Regions from separate parts of the Mus musculus genome. Here region 1 is linked to region 2. Evidence: chromatin contacts called from public Hi-C data. All regions are on one chromosome and are shown on one strand. The core of a region is the stretch at or near the end of the contact, and the rest is flanking DNA. Distances in the headings are between cores, read along the strand shown. Region 1 has its middle 60 kb from the start of Gm22741. Region 2 holds the start of Chrd (chordin).

Region 1 (4,535 bases), core at 523-3,022, 72 kb after region 2:
TTCCCAGAACGCATCACATCTGCTCTCGGTGTCAGCCACACAGTGCTGCCGATAAGGTGCAGCCACAGATAAACTCCTCGTCTACGACCTTGCTGTTTTGCAAACACACCAGTTATTTTCCCATACCAGAGCGTTTGCACCCCTCTTCTGTCTCCCCATGTCTCCTCTCCTTCAGACTGAATTCTACACCAGCACTATTGATGTCTTACACCCAGAGACCACCAGGAACCTACCTGCCAAGAAGCCTGGGTTTATTGCTTGTTGCAATGAAGGGGAACACAGCCCGGGGCACTGTGGATGTCTCAGGAAGGGGGAGTCCAGGAGGCTTAGCAGGGTTGGACTTGTTTTTGTCTAGATCTAGCACAGCTCCTTGTCTGAGCTTGATGTCCTGTGCGGTTGCTTATATTACAACAGGAAAGCACCCAGCTTTCCTGGGAATGTCCTCCTTCCCTCTGAACTGTATAGCAGGAATGGCTTTCTAGGCCCTGAGCCCAGTGCAGAGAACTGAAACTGGGGGAGGCGTGGCAACGGGCGTTGAGTGAAAGCACTTTGAGTGGCCCAATGAGGGTGTATCCAGCTGTTCAGCTTGCAGTCTCACTTCTGGTAGCCATGCCAGCTCTCTCAGGCAGACCAGGTCTGGTTTCCCATTTCCTGGCATGGTCACAAGGTCTCAGCCAGGCTCCTCCCAGTGCTATAAAGGCTGTGAGGGCAGGGTCATGTCCCCCTCCTACCCCCAAACAAAAACACAGAACAAAGCATACAACTTTGGTTTGACTGCAAGCACAACTTGGCAGTGCGTGGACTACATGCGGGGCAGAGGCTCCAGACTGTACTCGTGTTCTGTGGCCACACAGGATGGAAAAGCATGAGGCAGAGATCCATCAACACTGGTCATAAACACCAGCAGACAGTGTGGGCATGCCTGTGGTTCTTTGGCCCCCATGTGGGGCCCGAGCTTGTGCATACCATCTGGGGCCTGGCTCTTCTTAGAAGAGTTTTATTTATCTCTGTTATCCAAGGCCTAGAGTTGCTGACAGGCTTGTAGGATTCAGGAAAGGGCCTAGAATAGGTAACCACTAGCATCAAACATACAGAAGCATCTGGGCTGTCTGCTTCTCATTATCTGATCCTAATCTCTCATCGGCCTGTTCGGGGTTGGAGAGATGGTCCAATGGCAAAAAGCACCAGCTTCCCTTTGGGCGGACCTGGGCTCGGTTCTCAGCATCCTCATTGTAGCTAATAATCCTCTGTAGTTCCAGTTGTGGGAGTCTAATACCCTCTTCTGACCTCCTTGGGCACCAGACATACATATGATGTGCAAGCAGACATGCACACGGAACACCCATACACGTAAAATAAACACATGTAAAATAAAAGGAATAAGCGGTTATAAATCTTACTTTACAGACAAAGACACAGATGTTGTATAACTCGTCCAAAGACACACAGCTCATGAGGTGCCAGATAAGATTCAGACCCGGGCCTGCCTCGGTCTTGGTTCTCACAGTTCTGTGGCCTCGGTGGAGGGGACTGGGCATTTGGGTGAAGGAACCGCATTAAAGAACACTCTAGATCATGAGGACTTGAGAGCAATTGCTCAGAAGGGCCGGTAGGAAGTATTCTGAGCTGGGTTAGAGTACAGAACCTGTCCCCAAAGAACAGGAAGAGAGAGGACTGCTCTGGACCCTGCGTTAAGCGGATTCCTAGGCAGCCTGTGCTGTTTCATAAGTCTCAGACCTGCAGGGTTGGGGTGTGGAAACCTTGACTCCTCCTTGATCTTTTTCTTAGCTGAGAGTGCCGCAGCTTCCTCTATGGCCACCAGGGGGAGGCGATACCCTGTAACTGTCTGCAAAAGCGAGCCACTCCCGGTCCGGTTCAGTCTCTGGCCACTATGATTTTCAGTCCAATTCTGCTCCAAGGAAGGGGATGCCTGGTTTAGAGAGGCTGGCTGATGAGGCCTGGTTTGCATGTCGTGGCCTTCACGTTCAAAGAGTAGTTCTCTCTCTCTCTCTTTCTCTCTCTCTCTCTCCCTCTCTCTCTCTCTCTCCCCCGCCCCCCTCCTCCCCGCACTCGGGTGGGGGAAGGGAAGAGAGAAACATAATACTTGCATTTCCACTGTCTTAGAAGTTTGTTTCACTGAAAGCCGCTGGCCCTTTGATAGTGTTCATGTGTTAAAACTCCCAGAGTTTTGTAAAATATCCTCTTCCATATTTAGTAAAAGACAACATAGGACGTCCCTACTGACATGATTACCACGAGGCTCTTCCTTTTCAGTCAGGTTGGTTCACTGAATTCCTGCTGTGGCTTCCTAACTGTTACAAATATGTAGCAAAAAGAAACAAAACAACCCTAGGGAGCCGGCTCATCAGAGAGGCGCCAGCTGCTCAAGTCAGGTGGTGGAGTTCAGTCCCTGGAACTCCTGAGAAAGGCTAGACATAGTGACACATTTGCAATGCCAGAGCTCCTACTGTGAGATGGGAGGTGGAGATGAAAAGTCTGTGAAATCTCGAGGGCCGAGAGTATGTAGCAGGGCAGAAACCAGAGAGAGCCAGCTCAAGGTTGAAGGTGAGAACTGACTTTCCAGAGTTTTCCTCCAACTTACATGCGCATGAGCACACACACATACACACAGAGTGACACACGTATCTACACAGACACACACAGGGTCACAGAGAGACAAGGACACACATATACACACATGCACATACACGTACCACATGTACACACACATACACACAGACATTTACATAAATGTACACACACAGATATTTACATATATGTATACACACACACAGACATGCGTGCGTGCGCGCGCGCGCGCACACACACACACACACACACACACACACACACACACGTACACCAACAGCAGCAAAAGACAAACTAAAAGATACAGCTGGGATCTGGATCAAAATGGGTATTTGTGTGTACTGGAAGCAGATAAAAGGGTTTGCTGCTCAGAATCTAGAAGCATTAGAAGGCCCAGGCACAGCTCCCAACAAGTGCGCCCGAGGTGCTCTGTGCAAGACAGAGAGCAACAGTGAGGGTTCTCGAAGGCAGCGGTGAGTGACGTTCCTGCCAACTGTAAATGGTGGCTGAGAGGGAAATCTCTGGTCATGTTGAGCCAAGAAGATAAGGTATGTGAGAATGAAGACCCATTGCTGCTGGGAGCTGAGCCAAGCCATCCCTTCAACTGCCTGAACCTGGGATGTCCTCATGTTCCCCTGGAGGCCCAAAATGCTGTGAGAAGACCTGGTCTCTACCAGGCCCAGGATCTCAGTTCGAGAGAGTTGGAGACAGAGTGAAAAAACCAACAACAGAATCCCTCGAGGGGACAGGAGCACAGAGCAGTGGCCTGAGGGTAAAAGTGTCATGACGAAGCCCAGTATTTTGTAACTTAAAAGTTTAACTGGAAAGACGAAGAAGAAAAAACCAAAAACAAAACCCAAAACCAACTGGTTGACGATTGTCTCAGCTCTGTACGGAGGCCAGCATGGCCACAGAGACATGCTTGCCCCGGAGAAATCTCAGGTGCAGACTGGGACTTTATGGTGACTGAAATGTAGCTTACCACATGACCCGAAGCTCCCTTGAATGCTGGGACTTGGTGTTGAGGTGAATACTGGAAGGCACTCAGCTAAAAAACTTTATATTCGTGAACACAACATCAAAACTGGTAGCCAGGTACTTTAAACATTAATATTTTGAGGAATGAGGACTTCTGTCAAGTCAAGTGAGAGGATCCGTTATTTTTTTTTTAACTTCTTATTGATTGTTTGTGGATTTCACATCATGTACCCCAATCCCTCTCACCTCTCCCTCCCCTCATACCCACCCTCTGCAAACTCCCCCACAAAAGAAAAAAACAAAACAAAATAAATAACGACAACAATAACAGAGATCTCATTGTGAAAGTTGCAGTGTGTCACTTGTGCCCTATACCGTACTCCTCTGTCCACACATCTTCATTTGCCAATGTTCCCTGCAGCAGTGAATTGTTGGTCTGGCTCCAGGCCTCTGGTTTCTGCTACACTATCAGTACTTGATCTTCACGGGACTCCTCTCAGACATCCTGTGGTTGCCCGTGTTTTGAGATCCTGCAGCTTTGGATTTGTAGCCTTGGCCTCTTCACGAGCTCCAGCAGTTGAGGTGGGCCAACTCAAAGTCCTGGATCTGGGCCTGGGCAGTAGCCGAGGTCGTCAGCTCTCCAGCTCTCCTGTACCTGCACTACCAGGTTGAGTTCCCCAGTGCTTCTCTGGCTAGCTCACTCTATGCTGCAGTTGGCAAGAGGCAGTGCTAGCCCTCCTGCTAGCATGCCCTTCACGCTCATTCACTCACTCCCCTCTCACCAAGGCCAACTCTACTGTCCTGCCCAGGCACTGGGGCCTTCTGACCCAAGTGCCGAAACTGGTGAGGGTAGGGATAGCTTTCCTGCTTTCATGACCTTGGGGCTAGCTCTCCTGCCTGCCCCACCGGAGTGAGGTGTGTGTGTGTGTGTGGTCATCCTTCCTGTGATCACAACACCTCATAATATC
Region 2 (4,688 bases), core at 881-3,380:
TGCTGGCTTGCTTGCTTTTCCTTCTATATTCCCCTGCTCCAGAGGAGTGTCTTTCCTGGCATTTCCCCTTTCCAACTGGCAAAGTAGGTATTGCCTATATTAGAAAATGATCACGTTATCAGAAAGACAGTATGGACAATATGTGGGACCCGGGAAGTAAAGGGATATGTGTTTGGTTAAGATTGAGCCCAGAGGGGCTGGTGAGATGGCTCAGTGGGTAAGAGCACCCGTCTGCTCTTCCGAAGTTCAAATACCAGCAACCACATGGTGGCTCACAACCATCGAGATCTGACTCTCCTGGAGTGTCTGAAGACAGCTACAGTGTACTTACATATAATAAAAATAAATAAATAAAAAAAAACAAAAACAAAAAAAAAAAAAAAGAGCCCAGAGCTGGGCAGTGGTGGCACACTCCTTTAATTCTAGCGCTTGGGAGGCAGAGGCAGGTGGATTTCTGAGTACGAGGCCAGCCTGGTCTACAGAGTGAGTTCCAAAAGATTGAGCCCAGAGCATGTCTTGATTCTCAGCACTTGGGAGGCAGAGGTAGGTGGATCTCAGAGAGTTTAAGGCTAGCCTGGTCTACCTAGTGAGCCAGGGCTGCATAATGAGATCTTATTTAAAACAGACAGACAGACAGACAAACAGACAGACAGACAGATTGACTGGGCTCAGTCTTTCTACTAGGGGTACAGGGACCTGGAGCGCTAAACCCCCTCAGCTCTGTGGGCAAGCCTGCCCTTGATTGCTCAATGATCCTCTTCTAGTCCTACCACTATACATGTGACAAGAGAAATAACCAGGCCCATCTGTCCCTGTCTTAGGAAGGACAGCTGCCGAGCCTCCCCCACAAATACCTCTTTGCTGGCTCCTCTCTTCCTTTGGCCCTGGCTCTAGCTCCTGTGCTTTCTCCCCAGTCCCTGTCTCCCCACAGTCTCTGTCCTCAGGGACCTTGTGGCCTGACCCTGTCCTCTCTCCCTTGTCTTCCTCAGGCTTTCTCTGCGCCTCAGAGAGGATGGGCTATCTACTGAGGCGTATGGCCTGGATCCCGGAATTCTCCAGTTGAATAAGAGATGCCTTCTAAGATTAGGAAGCCTAGTGCTGGGATAGTGGGAAGAACGGTGCGCGCGCGCGCGCGCGCGCGCGCGCGTGTGTGTGTGTGTGTGTGTGTGTGTGTGTGTGTGTGTGTGTGTGTAGGATGGGGAGGCTTGTCTAGAAAAGCAGGACAAAGGAGGTGGGGACTGAGCTGGAGAGGAAGAGGGTCATCTCTTGGATGAAGGAAAAGCATGAGAGAGCCAGAGGTGGTAGTTGGATGGACTTGAGAGCAGGTTGGGGTGCTGGTGAATTATGACTCCACTCAGGGAAGCACTGCTTGATTCTGGGAAGCACAGGCTAGGTTCCTGTCCCTGGGAAGTGAAGAAAGAGGAGAGACCTTAGAAGGGAAATAGGAATACAGCCAGAGTGAAAGGAAGGGGGTGCTGTGGGTCCTAGGTAGGGGTGGATCGGTGTCATTTTCAAAGACAAGTCCTCATCCTCCAGCGGCCCATCTCGTTCAAGAGTGCCACAGGCCCGAGGCTCAGCCTCTGCCCTTCACTAGCCTGAGCCTCTGGTCTTGGGGTGGACACCACCTCCAGGGGTGGTCGCAAGGAGCGTGTGTGGGGGTGTCGAGGCCCGCCTCTCCTCTCCCTCTTTGCGCCCCCTAGTTCCTCCCTTCCCCCTACCCACTCCGCTCCCCCCTCCTCCAGTCCCTCCCTCCTCCCCTGCCGGGTCCCAGCCTGTCCCCCTCCCCCACTCGCGATCCGGCCGCTGCTGCTGGGCCGGACCCCCCGGGCTCAGCCGGGCTCCTTGTGGAGCCGCCGCCGCGCCCCGTTTGCTGAAGAGGAGGCCCCGGGCCCGGACGCCTGGCGCGGGCATAAAACGGGCCAGAGCCGGCGCCTAGGGCACTAAAGTGGAGTACGGCCCGGGTCAGCGCCCCTCCGCCCGCTCTCTCCCGCCCCGCCCGGCCGGGAGCCGACCAGGCGACTGTGAGACGAGCCCCTCGCCACTGCCCCCCTCCTGGCCCCGGCCCCCTCCTGCCGGCCCGCCTCCGGTCCGGCCCTACTCCCTCTCCTGCTCCCTCCTCCCGCCCGCCTCCCCAGCTGTCTGCTCCGCGTCATGCCGAGCCTCCCGGCCCCGCCGGCCCCGCGGCTGCTCCTCGGGCTGCTGCTGCTCGGCTCGCGGCCGGCCAGTGGCACTGGCCCTGAGCCCCCAGCACTGCCCATCCGTTCCGAGAAGGAGCCGCTGCCTGTCCGGGGAGCGGCAGGTAGGTGGGCTCCAGGGGGAGGTGCGGGAGGGGAGTCTGACTCCTGGCAAGTCTACATCCACAGGGAGAGGGCCCCGGGCGCAGGTGGCTTCGCGCAGCGGGAGGGTGGGAGGGGAAAGCAGAGGCGGCGAGGTGCACGGTGCCAAGGGACCATGGGCCTGGCGGGCAGAGCCCGGAGCAGGCATTACGGCACGAGCAACCGGACAGCGGCCGCCAGCCAAGCCCGTCCCCGCAGGCTGCTCCTTCGGCGGGAAGGTCTATGCCTTGGACGAGACGTGGCACCCGGACCTGGGGGAGCCTTTTGGGGTGATGCGCTGCGTGCTGTGCGCCTGTGAAGCGGTGAGTGGATAACGCAGCTGCCTGCCCTACTCTAGAGGGTAGCGGAACGCTGGTGTCCTAAGTAGTAGACTCGGAGATGCTCAGGGGAAGGCTGGTCCGCAAATCGGAGGAAACCGCTTTCAAGTCTGCGGTGTTGACAGTTATTGATCGCCCACAATGTGACTGGCTTTTAGCCAACTTCCCCCCTCCCGTTACAGTATTGCTAGATAAATGACATTATTAGTTCTACTTTGCAGACAGGGACGCCGAGGCTCAGAGAAGTTAAGAAACTTTGGACGGGCCATGTAACTTGTAAATAGCAGAATTGACTGTCTGCAGCCCTGGGGTCTGATGGTTTCATTCCCTTAATTTTCCTATGTTCTCTGCCATCAGCCTCAGTGGGCTCGCCGTGGGAGGGGTCCTGGCAGGGTCAGCTGCAAGAACATCAAACCTCAGTGCCCCACCCTGGCCTGCAGGCAGCCGCGCCAGCTGCCAGGACACTGCTGCCAGACCTGCCCGCAGGGTGAGGCCCGCTGTGCCCGGAGTTAGGAGGGTGGAAGGCTCTACACTAGGTCCTGTACGACTTGCATCGCGGAGGAGGACTGGTCCTCCTGGTACCTTTCTGAAGCCAGCCGTCTTATTCCTTACCCCGGATGCAGAGCGCAGCAATCTAGATCCACAGCCCGCTGGCCTGGTCTTCGAGTATCCAAGGGATCCAGAGCATCGCAGTTACAGTGATCGAGGGGAACCCGGCGTTGGGGAGCGGACCCGTGCTGATGGCCACACAGGTAGGCTGGGGTGGAGGTGGGCCTGATGAAGTTTGAGTCCCGCGGCAAGGCTTGACAGTGCTCAGGCCATCTTCTCTTCTCGAAGACTTTGTGGCGCTGCTGACAGGACCGAGGTCGCAGGCGGTAGCTCGTGCTCGAGTCTCTTTGCTGCGCTCAAGTTTACGCTTCTCTGTCTCCTACCAGCGGTGAGACCGGGAAAAGGGCAAGGACTAGGAGTAGTAAAGGGGGCAATAAAGAGGAGCCTGTAGGCTATAGATCCAGTCTCACTGGACCTCTCTTCACAGGCTGGACCGTCCCAGCAGGGTTCGTTTCACAGATCCCACAGGCAACATCCTGTTTGAACACCCTGCAACCCCCACCCAGGATGGCCTGGTGAGATGATGCCATTTAAGAGTGCTTATCCAAAATCGGCACTTGCTGAGAGCATGCTTTGCATTGCCTCCTTTGGTTCTCACAACAGCCCAGTGGGAGAAAGGCCCTGACATTATGATGCCCATTTTACAGAGGAGGGAACTGAGGCTCAGAATAGCAGAATGTGATTTGTTCAAGGTCATTTGGCTAGTAAGTGGTAAGCCAGGACTTAAAATCAAGGCTCATGGGTCCTTCTTAAGAGGGTCTGGGGTCTCCCTTCCATGCTCCTTCCTCATTAGACCTGGGTCTTTTAGGTGGCTTGTCCTGCATAATTACAGTAGGCATTCTTCCCTCTTCTCTCAAGGTCTGTGGGGTGTGGCGGGCAGTGCCTCGGCTGTCTGTGAGGCTCCTGAGGGCAGAGCAGCTTCGGGTAGCCCTTGTGACATCCACTCACCCTTCAGGAGAAGTCTGGGGGCCTCTCATTTGGCAGGGTGCTCTCGCTGCAGGTAAGGGGAGTGAGCAGTTCTCAGATGTCAAGAGCTGAGCCTTCAATAACCCAAGGGTGGGTGGACTGAAGAGAGGATTTTCTTATGGCTGTCATGGTCTAACACTCCCCAGAGACCTTCAGTGCCATCCTGACCCTGGAAGACCCACTGCAGCGGGGTGTGGGGGGCATAGCCCTGCTCACCCTCAGTGACACAGAAGATTCCTTGCATTTTTTGCTGCTCTTCCGGGGTCTGCTGGGAGGTGAGTGATGGGGAAGATGTATGTGAGGGCGTAGGGCGGGTGCTCACCTTTCAGAAATGCTCACATGTGCAGTGCTTGCAGGACTAGCTCAGGCTCCCTTGAAGCTTCAGATTCTCCACCAGGGACAGCTACTTCGGGAGCTCCAGGCCAACACCTCCGCTCAGGTAAGGGAAAGGAAGGCCTGT

The links. Hi-C and Micro-C count contacts between places; a contact is called where the count stands out from the background.
Region 1: a Hi-C map of cerebral cortex shows a contact between it and region 2, with 2.8 times the contacts expected there. The contact joins the enhancer-like site here to the promoter of Chrd in region 2. A contact is called at or near these places in 3 of 39 promoter capture datasets (the 3T3-L1 cell line, Sertoli cells and macrophages), 8 of 484 Hi-C or Micro-C datasets (Sertoli cells, cerebral cortex, embryonic stem cells and 5 more), 4 of 115 datasets of contacts at active chromatin or transcription factors (embryonic stem cells and pancreatic cancer cells) and 3 of 9 other capture datasets (adipose tissue, liver and pancreatic islet).

Annotation. Positions count from the first base shown.
Region 1 is chr16:20,802,884-20,807,418 of GRCm38.p6, forward strand. No RefSeq gene overlaps it. Among named protein-coding and RNA genes, the nearest start is that of Gm22741, 60 kb to the left of the region's middle. Within about 2 kb of position 1,773, at least 128 of the 459 cell types and tissues checked have an H3K27ac peak or open chromatin away from gene starts, as enhancers often do. A contact at or near this core is called in Sertoli cells, adipose tissue, cerebral cortex and 4 more, where this site is marked.
Region 2 is chr16:20,730,997-20,735,684 of GRCm38.p6, forward strand. It overlaps Chrd (chordin), which reads left to right and starts at 2,131. Exons shown (of 23, transcript NM_009893.2): 1 at 2,131-2,299; 2 at 2,535-2,638; 3 at 3,011-3,140; 4 at 3,277-3,405; 5 at 3,491-3,590; 6 at 3,690-3,777; 7 at 4,121-4,262; 8 at 4,375-4,503; 9 at 4,585-4,667. The coding sequence starts at 2,152. It also overlaps a transcript of Thpo not described here.